2 separate regions of the Sus scrofa genome follow, and region 1 is linked to region 2. Evidence: chromatin contacts called from public HiChIP or PLAC-seq data. All regions are on one chromosome and are shown on one strand. The core of a region is the stretch at or near the end of the contact, and the rest is flanking DNA. Distances in the headings are between cores, read along the strand shown.

Evidence for each region. HiChIP or PLAC-seq counts read pairs in DNA pulled down with a chosen protein or histone mark.
Region 1: a contact with region 2 is called in an H3K27ac HiChIP or PLAC-seq map of alveolar macrophages. The contact joins two enhancer-like sites. A contact is called at or near these places in 3 of 47 Hi-C or Micro-C datasets (embryonic fibroblasts, fibroblasts and liver) and 1 of 2 datasets of contacts at active chromatin or transcription factors (alveolar macrophages).

What each region holds. Positions count from the first base shown.
Region 1 is chr1:218,186,365-218,190,228 of Sscrofa11.1, forward strand. No RefSeq gene overlaps it. Among named protein-coding and RNA genes, the nearest start is that of RFX3, 150 kb to the right of the region's middle. Within about 2 kb of position 2,482, at least 6 of the 83 cell types and tissues checked have an H3K27ac peak or open chromatin away from gene starts, as enhancers often do. A contact at or near this core is called in alveolar macrophages, where this site is marked.
Region 2 is chr1:217,633,689-217,637,551 of Sscrofa11.1, forward strand. The region is part of intron 1 of GLIS3 (zinc finger protein GLIS3); the gene reads left to right. Among named protein-coding and RNA genes, the nearest start is that of GLIS3, 63 kb to the left of the region's middle. Within about 2 kb of position 1,858, at least 7 of the 83 cell types and tissues checked have an H3K27ac peak or open chromatin away from gene starts, as enhancers often do. A contact at or near this core is called in alveolar macrophages, where this site is marked.

The DNA of each region.
Region 1 (3,864 bases), core at 1,232-3,731, 550 kb after region 2:
CATCAGCTATAATTATACTTTTTATAGTTGATGGTTACCATGAGTGCCCTCTACAGCCTCCTCTTCACAAAACAGGAGCTAACCCGTTTGCTGCATCTTTCTTTAAAGCCCTTTAAAAGCATTTAATCTCTTTCAAATAGGAGGCATGGAAACAGCCCCCCAAACAAAAACAAACAAGAAAATAAACAATAACTTGGGTAGTTAAAAGAGGGCAGACTTTTGAAATGTATTCCAGAGTGTTTAAATCATCCAAACTGAAATGACATGTGAGGATTTTTTTTTTGTTGTTGTTGTTTTTGAAGATCACATTCCCCATAGCACTGGTAACCTGTTGGATTCAATAAAATACTGACTCTATGATAATTTACTGGGTGTGGGGAGAATGGAAGAAAAATTGATGTATCTGAGGATAAGAAAAGCAACCATCATCAGAGGAAATAATGGAGAAACAAATAAGAAATATTGAACCAAGCTGGTAGTTTCTTGTTCTCCTGATAAAACACACGCACGCACACACACACACACCTTTGCAACTTGCAGTATTTCCCAGTTGTCTAAAAATAAGCAGCCATGGGTAGTTCCAGCCTCTCTTATCTTTTTCACAGGTATCTCCTCTTGGTCCTGGGATTAAATCTTCTCTTGATCACTATCTTACCCTTTAGCCATTCATTCCCCATTGACAGTATAAATGTCACTTTGAAATAACTATCCCTGCTATTTGGTTTGAGGATGTTTGAAAAAGTAGTACTTTTGCAGGAGTTGATGTTGGGTTATATGATTTCACATAAAACAGCATGGGGCTGGCGGACAAGTCTTGCTTCTTAAGGATTTTCTAGCTCATCTTTTAAGAATTTGTGTGAAAAGAAAATTAAAAGCAACTGATCTTGCCCTGGGCTCTTCCCTCCCCCCTCTCCCCTTCCCCTCCCCCTGCAACTACTTTTTTGATGATCACAAATCCTTGTTCTGTCGAGGTTAATAGGTCATAAGTAGTGATTTATAACTTAAAAGCCAAGCACTGCGCTCTTGTACATTTTTGCAGAAATGTTTGTTCCAGACTTGTGTGGAGTGGTGATTTCCAAAGGCTTCTGGGTTCTCAGTGGGCTGTACCTAAACAGGTTTCCCCATCTTGTATCAACTCTCACAGTCTCTCTTAATAACAAACCTTGGCAAACCATCTTCTGTTGACACCTGTGGTCCCTAGTTTTTTGGTTTGGTCACTGAACTCCCCAAAGATGACCAGCACTCTTGGAGTTGGGAGCCCTGTGTGCTACCTTGTGGCCCAGGTGCTCAGAGCTATATTTATCAACTATGCCATCTGCCAGAATTGACCCCCTCTTCCTTTCCATGGTATTCACTGCCTTTTTCAGAAGTATTACATCTTTTGTATTGTAAGCCTTTCCCACATTTTATTTAGAAAGAGTGAGTAGGATAAAGTGAATAGGCCCACTTTTGTCACCAAATGACTTGAAGCTGTACTTAGCTTCTCTGAGGCTCTGTTTGCAAAACCATGAGAAGAGAGGATTGAATTGGATTTTGAGATCATAGCCAGCTCTTACATCTACCACCAGGTGACTTTTCCATTTTAAAATAGAGCATAAAATGCATATGGATCAGATACCGTGAATACCAAGGTGGTTTTTCTGCCTGTTTGGGGGAAGGAGGAAGGGTATACCAAGCCAATTTTTAAATTGGAGCAGTGCTGCCCCAGAAAGAATTCTGCAAGCTGAAACTACTCCTCATTGTGGCTCAAGGGTGGCTCACTGCTGAGCTCTCAAAAGTTGCAATTTGGTTTATTCAGAGAATACAGGTAAGAAAGAATCAGTTTGGCTCCAAGGCTTCATGCTAAAGACATTGAAGGATGTCACAGGAAAATTGTGACAAATACCCACCAATACCTGTGGAATCCATGTCCTTCATGCCAGGGCCAAATCGCCATTGAAAACTTTCATTATTTCCTTGTGCAATGGGGCTGAACAAGTCTCATGGAAAAATGTTAACTTGTCCTTCTGTTGATCTGCTCTGGCCCTCCAGGAATCCAGCTACTGCGTCAAATCTGACAAAAGGGAGTCATGACCCACTTGCTTTCCAAGCGTGCGATTCAGTTCATGGACCCAGAAGAGAGTAGTGTGCTAAACCTTCCATTTTCCAACTTGGAAAATGGAAGCAAAGGTTATTAAAGCAAAAAAGTTAATTAGATATCATGATTCCTCTTTCTCCTTTCTACTAGATTGTTTTAATTTAGAAAAGGCATTTTCATCATGCATCTAACTGACTTTCTTGCTGCAGTGTGTTGATGGAGGTCTCTAAAGAGTAATAGTTAGAAGCTAAGTAGTGGGGGTGGGCCTGGCATGGTGGGGAGAAGGAACAGCCTACCCCACTTCCTGATGCACAAGACTAAAGAATTCAGTGGTTTCTGAGTGTACAGTGTACATATGAGTCAACAAGTAGACAAAGAAAATCCAGACCTTTGATGACCCCTGGTGAATAAACTAAGCACTGCATTGAAATGCAGCTAGAGCTGCAGCCTTCCCATGCACACACCCCCTGGATTGCTCCTCTCTCTCAAGTAAGGCAAAGGGCTTTTTCCCCTGTTTCCTTCGCATCACAGACGTACATTACAGACTCAAGGCATGCAGATCCCTCTAAGCAAACCTGATTTGGGTCATCTCTGTTGGTGGATTAAGAAATGTGTGTGCAGTTGCTTCTTTATATCTCTTCTGTGATCCTGTTAAACACAAGCAGCATTATTTAGGAATTAAGGAATTCCCGAAACAAGGTCTATAACTTCCTCTCAGATTAGGTATATATTCATCAGTATTGTTTTATGGAAGAGTTATGAAGGACAAATAAACCTGACGTAACCCAAAATGAAAATCAGTGTTGAGAGGTGATAACTTGTCTAGAAACCCTGAGTAGCAGCTAAAGTGCTTTTCTATGCAACAAAAGTCTGCATTTTCCTTAACAGCTGTATGTGACCAGCGTGTGGTACATGTGAGCCAGAAGGAAGGCTTTGTTTTGTCAGCTTGCAGGAGAGGATAGAAACTTGTTACTGTAAAAGCTGAGGGGGATGGGGTGTAGGCATTTGGGGTGTGTACCCAGGCATCCAATTATAACAGTTTTAATGCCAAGTGCCTGTTTGCAGTCATCTGGTAGAGTTATCACAGGGTCGAATAATACAGTTTATAGTGTTAATACCAGTTAGCCTGTTAGTCCTTTTTTTTTTTTTTTTTTTTTTTTTTTTGCCTTTTTAGGACCACACCCACAGCATAAGAAAGGGGTCGAATCCAACCACTAGCCGCAGGTCTACGCCACAGCCACAGCAACACAATGCAGGCTTTGAGCCTCATCTGTGACCTACACCACAGTTCACGCAACACCGGATCCTTAACCCACTGAGTAAGGCCAGGGATTGGACCCATGATCTCATGGATATTAGTTGGGCTCCTTACTGCTGAACAACAATTCCTCTTTTTTTTTTTTTTCTTTCAGTCATTTGTGTATCATAACCTTTGGGTGGAGATATTTTTTACATATCTAAGACTGATGTACAATGGGTGTTGAATTGTTAAATTTATTGTGTCTCTCCTTCCCTTTTATTTTATTTTATTTTATTTTTTGTCTTTTGTCTTTTTAGGGCCACACCCATGGCATATGGATGTTCCCAGGCTAGAGGTCGAATCAGAGTTGTTTCCACCCTCCTGTGACACAGCCATAGCAACACCAGATCCAAGCCACACCTGCGACCTACACCACAGCTCACAGCAACTCCAGAACCTTAACCCACTGAGCGAGGCCAGGGATCAAACCCGCAACCTCATGGTTCCTAGTCAGATTCGTTTCCCCCAGGCCACAACAGGAACACCT
Region 2 (3,863 bases), core at 608-3,107:
TCCTTCTACTATGTTCCCCCAACCCTTCCAGTCACTGTGTTCTCCTTATGAGTAATGACTGCCTTAACTTCTAACAGATGTAATAATTTTGCCTATTTTTTTTATACTTGATGTAAATGGGATAATTCACTCTGCACTCTTGGGTCTAGCTTCTTTTGCTGATAGAACAACTTTTTAATAGGTCAAATAATTTGGACTCCCCTTTAAAGTTTATGAGAACAGTTTGGCTTACAGAAGTTAGTTGGTTAGGCACTACTTAATATGATAGAATTAGGGGAAAAGACACTAATTAGAACAGAAGCTCTATTCTCTATCCTAATGACCGATTAGGGAAACTGAACAGACTTGAGTGAAACTATAGAGTGAAACCTGCTTAGGGTGAGCAAGGAGAATGCTGAGGAGCAACTTCCACCATGACAACTCAAAATACATTTGGCACTATCTCAGTTAGGACCAACAACCCCTACAACTAAAGAAGTGCCTGGTATCAGTCCTGAAATAATGTATTTGTTTTGTGGCTTTTAGGTAGGATTTGTTATTGTTCATGAATATGGCAAGATAAAGGCAAGAATAATATGCCTGCTCAGAAGAGTGGAATAGAGTTTTTATGCTACTTTATGTTCTCTATGTTCTAATAAAGGAGTAGATTAGGAGGAAAAGACCAGGAAGCACACAACTGTAATTAAACTGGTTCCACAAGACACAAAGCTTAGGGTTCATGACTTTATGATCACACCTTTCTTAGTCTATATTTATTCAGCAATAAATGACAAACATAGGATATGATATATAAATATATAATTATATATTTCATTTATACTATATTTCTAAGTGTAAATGAGCAGTGCAGTTTGATAAGTATAAATATAATAAATATATATGTATGTATATGAAAAATCAATATGTAAGACACATACAGTGTGAAAAATCTAAAAGTACAGGTGTAATATAAAATATTCTGTGTATCTACAAGGGCTGGGGAGAGTTCAAAGATAAATTAGACATATTCCCAAATTTAATGAAATTAAAATTTAGATAGAAAGTGAAACAGGCAGATAACAGTAAGGCAATGTAGAAAGTAAGGAGTGTACATCCTTCTATGTATCAGGCACTGTGCTAAACTAGTAACATGCATTATGTCATTTAATATTCTGTAATGTTATGAAATAGGTATAATTGTGTAATTCTCATCATTTTACAGATCAGAAACAGATTAAGAGAGGATCAGGGAAGGCCTAAGGTGGGCTGGACCTGGAGGATGAATAGGATCTGGATTTGGTGAAAAAGAAGGCAAAAGGAGGGAGGTGTGGAAAGACCACTTAATTTGACTCTAAGGGAGTATCTAGGATGAACAGAAAGGAAGATCCAATCATGTTCTACTTTGGGAACAAAATTAGGAGATTTGTCTGTAGAAATTGAATCATGAAAGCTCTAAGTATTTGCCAGCAGTGTTTAAGTAATGAAAACTGGTAAGGCCATTCTTGTCTGACATGAACTCTTCAAGACCAAAAATGGGAACAACTGCACATTCCTTCTGGTGCAGCAAGCCTTGATGAACTGCAGATGGGAAGACAGACTGCAGTGCAAGATCAGAACCTGTTCCAGGCTTCTTGATAAGAGATCAGATTTTCTCACTGTCAGTTATTTCTGGAGTTCTGAGCCATATCTATGAAGTTTCATTTCTAGACCTGCTAAATACTGTACACAGAAAACTAACCAGATCCCAGAGCAATGTATGAATTCTTGTTATTCCTGTGTGTGAAGAAGTGGATTAATGTTTTCCCAACCTTTGCAGCATGACCAATAGATTCCACTTCTGTCTGTAACTTGACTGAGTCATTCATGTAGGTTTTTTTTTTTTAAATAAATATGTTGTCATGTTGGTTAAGGGCCTAGTCATTGTTGTGGACGTTCATACTTCTGCAGTGATGTCAGTGAATATAAATTAACTTGTATAAAACTTCTGTCTACCAGCAGCTAAAAATAGTTACATTGGTCACTTTTAAGCAATAACTGACTATACAGAAGGAAAGAAATCAGTTACACATGTGATAGGGACAATTTAATGTACTTGAATATTTGGTTTAATGAGTACTAAATTAAGTTTATTTCTAGAATCTTCCATAGGTAGGTGTTTATTACTCTTTAAAAGGATTATGATTTTTAGCTTTACAAATAGCTGTGCACATGGACTGAGAAGTTATTTATACACACTAGATAACAGAGAATGGACTTTCATTTGCTGTATTTTATAGCATATGTATCTCCTTGTGTGAGATTTTTTTTTTTAAGAAAAATATCTCCAGCCAGTTACTTTTATACTCTGAAGAAGCCTTTGTGTCTCAAATCATGGCCATGTGGTATTCACTCTTCACAGTTCAGGTAATTAATTCAGTGGTGACATCATAGTGAATGCGTTCATTTTTCCATTTCAAATTCCTCTTCATAGGATCTGATGGTTAACTCACATTATGAACATATTTTAAAAAACTCAGTTCTCAAAGGCAATTATGTGTTAATTTAAATTTTCCCTCCTTTAGCATTTTATGAATGAAGTTTTATTCCAAGGAGGATCATCTACCCTCTGCAACAAGGAAGATCTAAAATGGTCAGTCATTTTGATCTTGATTTTATTAGTTAGTTGGTTAATATCTACACAGCACAACTGATTAATCGATACTAAATAAAAGACAAAGTGAAAGATAACAGTGATAAGAGTGTAGCTTTGTGTTATTTAATCCTTATTTTTCATAAAGCTAAAAATGTCATACATTTAGATCTTCCTTTCATTACAGCTATATTTTGTAATTTATTTTACTTTAGCTGTTCAATTCTCTTTGTATCTATAGCTGTTCTTGGTAGGTACCTGGATAGGCAGATAGTTCAAATGCTTTTATAGCTATAGTTCTTGTATGTTTTTTACTGTAATCCACCAGAAAATACATTTTTATCTTACTCAGAACACACTATATGCATATAGCTATGTAGACATGTATACCAATAAATCACTGAAATAGAACAGTTCTTAACCATTAATGTATTTGATGCACATTGATAGCTTCCTTCTGTTTTATTTCACTTGGTTATAATTCATTAAAAAATGTTTTTGCGGAGTTCCTGTCGTGGCGCAGTGGTTAACGAATCCGACTAGGAACCATGAGGTTGCGGGTTCAGTCCCTGCCCTTGCTCAGTGGGTTAAAGGATCCGGCATTGCCGTGAGCTGTGGTGTAGGTTGCAGACGCTGCTCGGATCCCCCGTGTGCTCTGGTGTAGGCCAGTGGCTACAGCTCCGATTGGACCCCTAGCCTGGGAATCTCCATATGCCGTGGGAGAGGCCCAAGAAATAGCAAAAAGACAAAAAAAAAAAAAAAAAGTTTTTGCCATTGAATAATTGATTTCAAGGCTCACCAATAAGATTGTGGCCAATTTGAAAAATGCTGCTTTAGAAAAACTAATTTGTTAGACGTAGATCTAGAAAATTATGGCCCATATTCAAAATGGGTCAAGGCATGGTTACCTTTTTCTGAACTTATTGATGTTTGTCTTAAAAATCTGTGGTTTCAAGTTTGTGCTCATTTTGTGGGATTTCTTGCAGCTGACCAAGGGAATCCCTAACTATCCCTCTCTCTGTTGCCATTTTTGGTAGGCCATATTTTTCTAGAATTTTCTGTACTCATTGATTAGTTAATGACTGAAGCCAACTCGATGAATACTTATAGGTAATTACTACTAAAAGTAGTGACATTTACTAAGTTAGGGGACTATGAGAGTTGCATGGATGCATTGAAGTGTGGAAAGTAGATTCAAAGAGAGGTTATTGAACTTCTAATGTTGCCCTCCAGCAATATTTTTTCCTGAAGTTTC